Linked DNA regions of Macaca mulatta: region 1 is linked to region 2. Evidence: chromatin contacts called from public Hi-C data. All regions are on one chromosome and are shown on one strand. Each heading gives the region's core, a stretch centred on a gene start, on an enhancer-like site or on the middle of the called end of the contact. The rest is flanking DNA. Distances are from core to core; before and after follow the strand shown.

Evidence for each region. A called contact is a pair of places that touch in the nucleus more often than the background predicts.
Region 1: a contact with region 2 is called in a Hi-C map of fetal cortex germinal zone, with 2.6 times the contacts expected there. The contact joins the promoter of TRPC1 here to the promoter of PLS1 in region 2. A contact is called at or near these places in 2 of 14 Hi-C or Micro-C datasets (fetal cortex germinal zone and fetal cortical plate).

The regions. Positions count from the first base shown.
Region 1 is chr2:45,689,029-45,691,728 of T2T-MMU8v2.0, forward strand. TRPC1 (transient receptor potential cation channel subfamily C member 1) reads left to right here and starts at 1,287. Exons shown (of 12, transcript NM_001260937.1): 1 at 1,287-1,580. The coding sequence starts at 1,412.
Region 2 is chr2:45,566,385-45,569,084 of T2T-MMU8v2.0, forward strand. It overlaps PLS1 (plastin 1), which reads left to right and starts at 1,339. Exons shown (of 16, transcript XM_028843750.2): 1 at 1,339-1,939.

The DNA of each region.
Region 1 (2,700 bases), core at 37-2,536, 120 kb after region 2:
CAATTTGCAATTGCAAAAATGTGGAACCAACCCAGATGCCCATTGATCAATGAGTGATAAAGAAACTGTGATATATATGTATAAAATACGATGGAATACTACTCAGCCATAAAAAGGAATGAATAAATGGCATTCGCAGCAACCTGGATGGGATTGGAGACTATTGTTCTAAATGAAGTAACTCAAGAATGGTAAACCAAACATCGTGTGTTCTCACTCATAAGTGGGAGCCAAGCTTTGAGGATGCAAAGGCATAGTAATGACACAATGGACTTTCGGGACTCAGGGGCAAAGGTTGGGAAGGGGGTAAGGGATAAAAGACTACAAATTAGGTTCAGTGTATACTGCTCGGTGATGGGTACACCAAAATCTCACAAATCATCACTAAAGAACTTATGTAACCAAACACCACCTGTTCCCCAAAATCCTATGGAAAAATATGGAAATAAAAATTTATATATTTGTATAAATTATTTAAACATAATATAATTATATATATAGCCTTTATAAATGAGAGTTCATTTCCAGGCTAAAATGAGTGCAACATACAAACCCACGAGTCTGGCGGCGTGGCGGGGTTCTCCATTGTGCTTTAAGCATAGTGCACCAGAATATGAAATAGCTGGACAATTCCACAAAGGGTTTCCACTAAACATTAAGTCGTCAGAGACTCAATTAGCATACTGCTCCATATTTGCTTAATTATCTCAAACCAGTACGATCGATGTGGAAAGGGAAGACTGTAGCTGGTTCACCTCAGCTGAGCGAAGGAAGCTGCTGCGGGCTCCAGGAGCCCATCGCTTCCCCACCGCAGGCCCCGCCCACCCAAGCCCGCCCTTGCCGCAGGCCCCGCCCACCCATGCCCGCCCTCGCCGCAGGCTCCGCCCTAGTGTCGTCGCTACGGTGGAGCAGAGAATGACGTGAGGACAGAGTCGCGAACATCTCGGAGCGCAGCTGGGCCAGCGGTTCCCACAGCCCTGGAGCCCAACGTGCGCAGAAGCGCCTCTCGGAGCTCCTCTCCCACAGATCTCTCGTCCTCTTCCTGGGTTAGGCCGCCCCAGGCGCGGCCCCTGCGACTCCTGGCACGGCCCCGTGCTCGGCTGCCGCCCTGGCGCGCGCCACACTGTCGTCCCCGGACGGGCGCGGACAGGCTCGGCCGGCGCGCCGGCGGCTGGGGAGGGGTCGCTGGCCCAGGGGTCGCGCATGCGCCGCCACCAACCTGGGGCTGTCAGTGGAGGGCGAGTGCTGGTTCGCAGGGGAGGCGACGCCCTTCGGGGCCAACGGGCCGCGAGCCGAGGCAGCAGTGGGAACGACTCATCCTTTTTCCAGCCCTGGGGCGTGGCTGGGGTCGGGGTCGGGGCCGGTGGGGGCCCCGCCCCCGTCTCCTGGCCTGCCTCCTTCATGGGCCGCGATGATGGCGGCCCTGTACCCGAGCACGGACCTCTCGGGCGCCTCCTCCTCCCTGCCTTCCTCTCCATCCTCTTCGTCGCCGAACGAGGTGATGGCGCTAAAGGATGTGCGGGAGGTGAAGGAGGAGAATACGCTGAATGAGAAGCTTTTCTTGCTGGCGTGCGACAAGGGTGAGAGTTAGGCCCCTTTCTCCTCCTCTGGACCCCGCTGCCCTCCAGACCTTTCGTTGTCTCCCCCGCCTCAACTTACTCGGGGCATTCCCTCTGTCTTAGGCGCCGAGTGTCTTCCCGCCTCGCCTGCTGCCTCAGGCGGGCTTTTCCTCACTGCCTCTGCCCTGTGAGTGTGGAGCTGGCGGGCGAGTGGAGCTGGGGCTGCGCCCTCGGAGCGCGGCACCGTGGGGGGCGGCTGTGGCCTTGGGGTCCGGGGTTTAGGTAGCGCCGTGGGAGCCCAGACCCCAGCGTTTTAGCGCTCCCCTTGCCACTGAACGCATGAATGAGCTGGTCTATCTCTCTGGCTCGCAGTTCATTCCTTCCGGGAGTCGAGAGGCTAGTTTCCGACCCTCCAGTCCGAAAGTTCCTTACCTTAGGATACCTCGTATGGAGGGCTCTCATCACCTGGTTTTTGTTTTTCTTAAAAACAAAACCAGACCCTCTATTATTTAGCTTCACCTGCCCAGTGCTTTAGCCAGTGACTGTTGACTGGTATTAATATCGGAATATCCTAGGTGGAGATACATGAAGGACAGGACAGAAGAATTCTACCTTAGTTGCCAAAACTTTCTCCAGATTTACGGAACGCCTTTGATTGTTCGTGCTTTTTATTGGAGAGAACGATTTATTGCTCCCCGATCTTTGGGAGATAAAGATAGTGAAAAATAATTACAGGAATTACAGGGCAAAAATATGTGGAATATATTTAGCGCGTTTTCCTTTTTTTAGTCTAGAAGTTAATCATTTTTATGGCCATATTAACGCCATGTCACGCAATCGTCCTTTGTAGTGATGCATATAACAAAAGGAATAGGAAATTGCCCTAAGACTGCTTTTATTTCCTACATGAAAACACTAAAATTTTTCTGTTTCCAAATTTATATGGCTGTACACTTAGGAAAACTCTATTAGACCCATGCAGACTTCTGGAACAAACCCAAAGGGCAGTTTACACTATGAAAAGACTAACTGCAGAGGATTTTTGTTTGCTTGTATGTGTGAATGTGTAATTAATAAATGATAGCCTTACTAACCTCTCCTACTGCTTTTGAAATAGGATTTTATTTACACGATTTTTTTA
Region 2 (2,700 bases), core at 89-2,588:
ACATTTTATATGGATTATTTTTCGCTCCGTTTACAGAGTATGACTTTTTATTTTACCTTCCCCAAATCAGGTTATACCATATTTAGAATCTACATTTCCTCATGAACTTGCCCTGGTCAATATTACCACGAAATAAACAGATTATAAGAGTATTTCATGAAAAAAGTGTTTTCTTATCAAACTTATTGGTGAATAATTTACATACATTTTTCATGTTTAAAGTGTACAATTTAGCGATGACAGTTGCATACACCTGTGAAATTGTCACTACCATCAAAACAGAAAATTTCCATCGTCCCCCTCCAAAAATATTTTTTCTGCTCATTTGCAGTTTATCCTTCCCTCCACTCCTGGCTCCAGGCAATTACTAATCTGGTTTTTGTCATTAAAGGTTAGTTTGTACTTCATATAAGTGGGATTATTCAGTATGTTTTGTCTCTAGTTTCTTCAACTCAGCATACCGATTTTGAGAGTTATCCATATTGAGTCCTGGGTGAGAGAATATTTCTTCTTTTTTATCGTTGAGTAGTATTGCATTGTATAAATATACCACAATATGTTTTTTCATTTACATGTTGATGGACAGTTGGGTTACTTCTGCTTTGGGGCTTTTGTGAAAAACAGCTGCTATGAGCATTCCTGTTCAAGTTTTTGTGTAAGCATATGTTTTACTTTCTCTTGGATAACATCTAGGAATGAAATGGCTGGGTCATATGTTAGATGCATGTTTACTTTTTAAATAACTATTTTGCTTTATTTTGTGAGAACTGAACTTAACTCCCCCTGCATATCTAGATAAGTATCAGATAAGGATACTAAATTTACCAGATTCTCTAGGTGGCAGGTGGGAAAAATCAGATAAGAGTCCTAAATTTACCTGATTCTGTAGGTGGCAGGTGGGAAAAATTCCTTATCTTCCCTCTCTGTGGCCCACCTACTTGCATAGTTCATTGCTCGTCCAAATTCTTTGGGTTCTTAAAATAATTTCAATTTCGCTTTTTTTTCTATTGTTACCATCTCAAGGTTGGTTGGGTGCCTATTCCGTATTGAATATTGTGCTAGGCGCAGAAGGGGCACGTGGGACTTTGAGTTAAAGGGGCAGCAAAACCTTGTTCTGTTCTCTGGACTGAGTTGGACAGACCACAACTACGGATTATGCTTCAGGCAAAGTATGTGAGAACTCTTGAGGCAGCATTCCACTTACTTGACTCACATGCGAGAGAAAATATCCCACTTTTGTTTGTGTGGGCTTTCGTTATATATTTATTTTAATCAGGTGTGGCTGTTAAATGACAAGCAAGCAATACGTGAAACAAACGAAAAAAAAGAGAGAGAGTGAGTAGGGGAGAGAAGCAAGTCTTCTTTAGTAACGTATACCCTCTCTTTTGACCTGCAGGTCCCAAAGTGTGGTACCCAGACTAGTAGCACCAGTTTTCGCTGAGGACATGTTAGAAATGGGAACTGCCGCGCTACGCTCCAGACCTAACTGAATCGGAAACTCTGGGTTTGGGATCTGTGATTTTAAAAAGCTCTCCAGGTGATTCTGATCCACGCTCAAGTTTGAGAACCGCTGTGCTAAACTCATTCCCAGGGTGTAGGTGGTCATCTTTAGACTTGGGTAACTGTAGGGGGTAGAGATAACGTTGCCACAGCGCCCATCCACCTCTCCCCATCCATGCTCCCAGCGCCGGCAACTCGTCTTTCACCCTTAGCCTGAACCCAGGCTCTGGGCTTCCCTTTCCTTCCCCCTGGGAGCCGCAGGCAAAACGTGGCAAGTGGATTCAGAGTTTGCGGGCCCGGGTGCCGGCCGAGCATGCGCAGTGGCGCGAGCGCAGCGGCTGCGCGGGCGCGGAGAGGTAGCCGCAGAGTAGACCTGCAGGTACTTGGATCTCCAGTGGGAGCTGCGCTCTCTAGGGCAGGACGGCGGCGGCGGCGGCAGGTACGCGGGGGTGGGGATAGGGCCCAAAAGGAAGGCTGGACAGACAGATGGAAAGCGAAGCGTTACTCCTTTCGGGGCGCGCGGAGGCTCGGGGGCAGTCTCTCCGGGTCCCCTCGCTCGCCTCTCGTCTCCCGGCTGTGCAGTGCGGCGCCCACCGTCCTCCGGGCGCGCTTCTGTCCGGTCCGGGCAGGCAATGCCCGCAGGTGTTAAATCGCGTATTTATGCTGCTTAAACAATAATCCTGTTAACTGAGTTGTGATTCCCTGCATTGAAGTAAGGTATTTCATTAAGTTTTCTGTTTTCGACTTTGGGTGGCTGCCGGTGAGGCTTTCTGATCCAGCCTGTTTTGTTTTAATTCTGAGACTGTTTTATTTGCCTTTGGCCTTTCGGTGCATAGGATCAATAGGGCTGTAGTGAAATCCCATCCGTGCTTTCTGTTTTTGGTACCTTTCCTGGAGCATAGGGACCTCTGGATGCGGCATAAAAATGTCAGTTTTCAGCGAATTTCACTGCCAAAAAACTTTCCGTGTTTCAGCTGCATTTTCAAGTGCAGAATTTACAAAATTTAAGATTTCCCCCTAACTTTTCAATTATTACTGTATTTCGGGCTTCATTTGGCATTACTAAAAGGAAGCCGTCGTTCAGATGAGTAACAGAGTTCTCACCTTTCCCCCTTTACTTACTGTGTCACATTTTATGGCTTATACCGTGATATTTTTCCCTCCAGCCACGATGTTGGATATACTTGTATGAGACTTAAG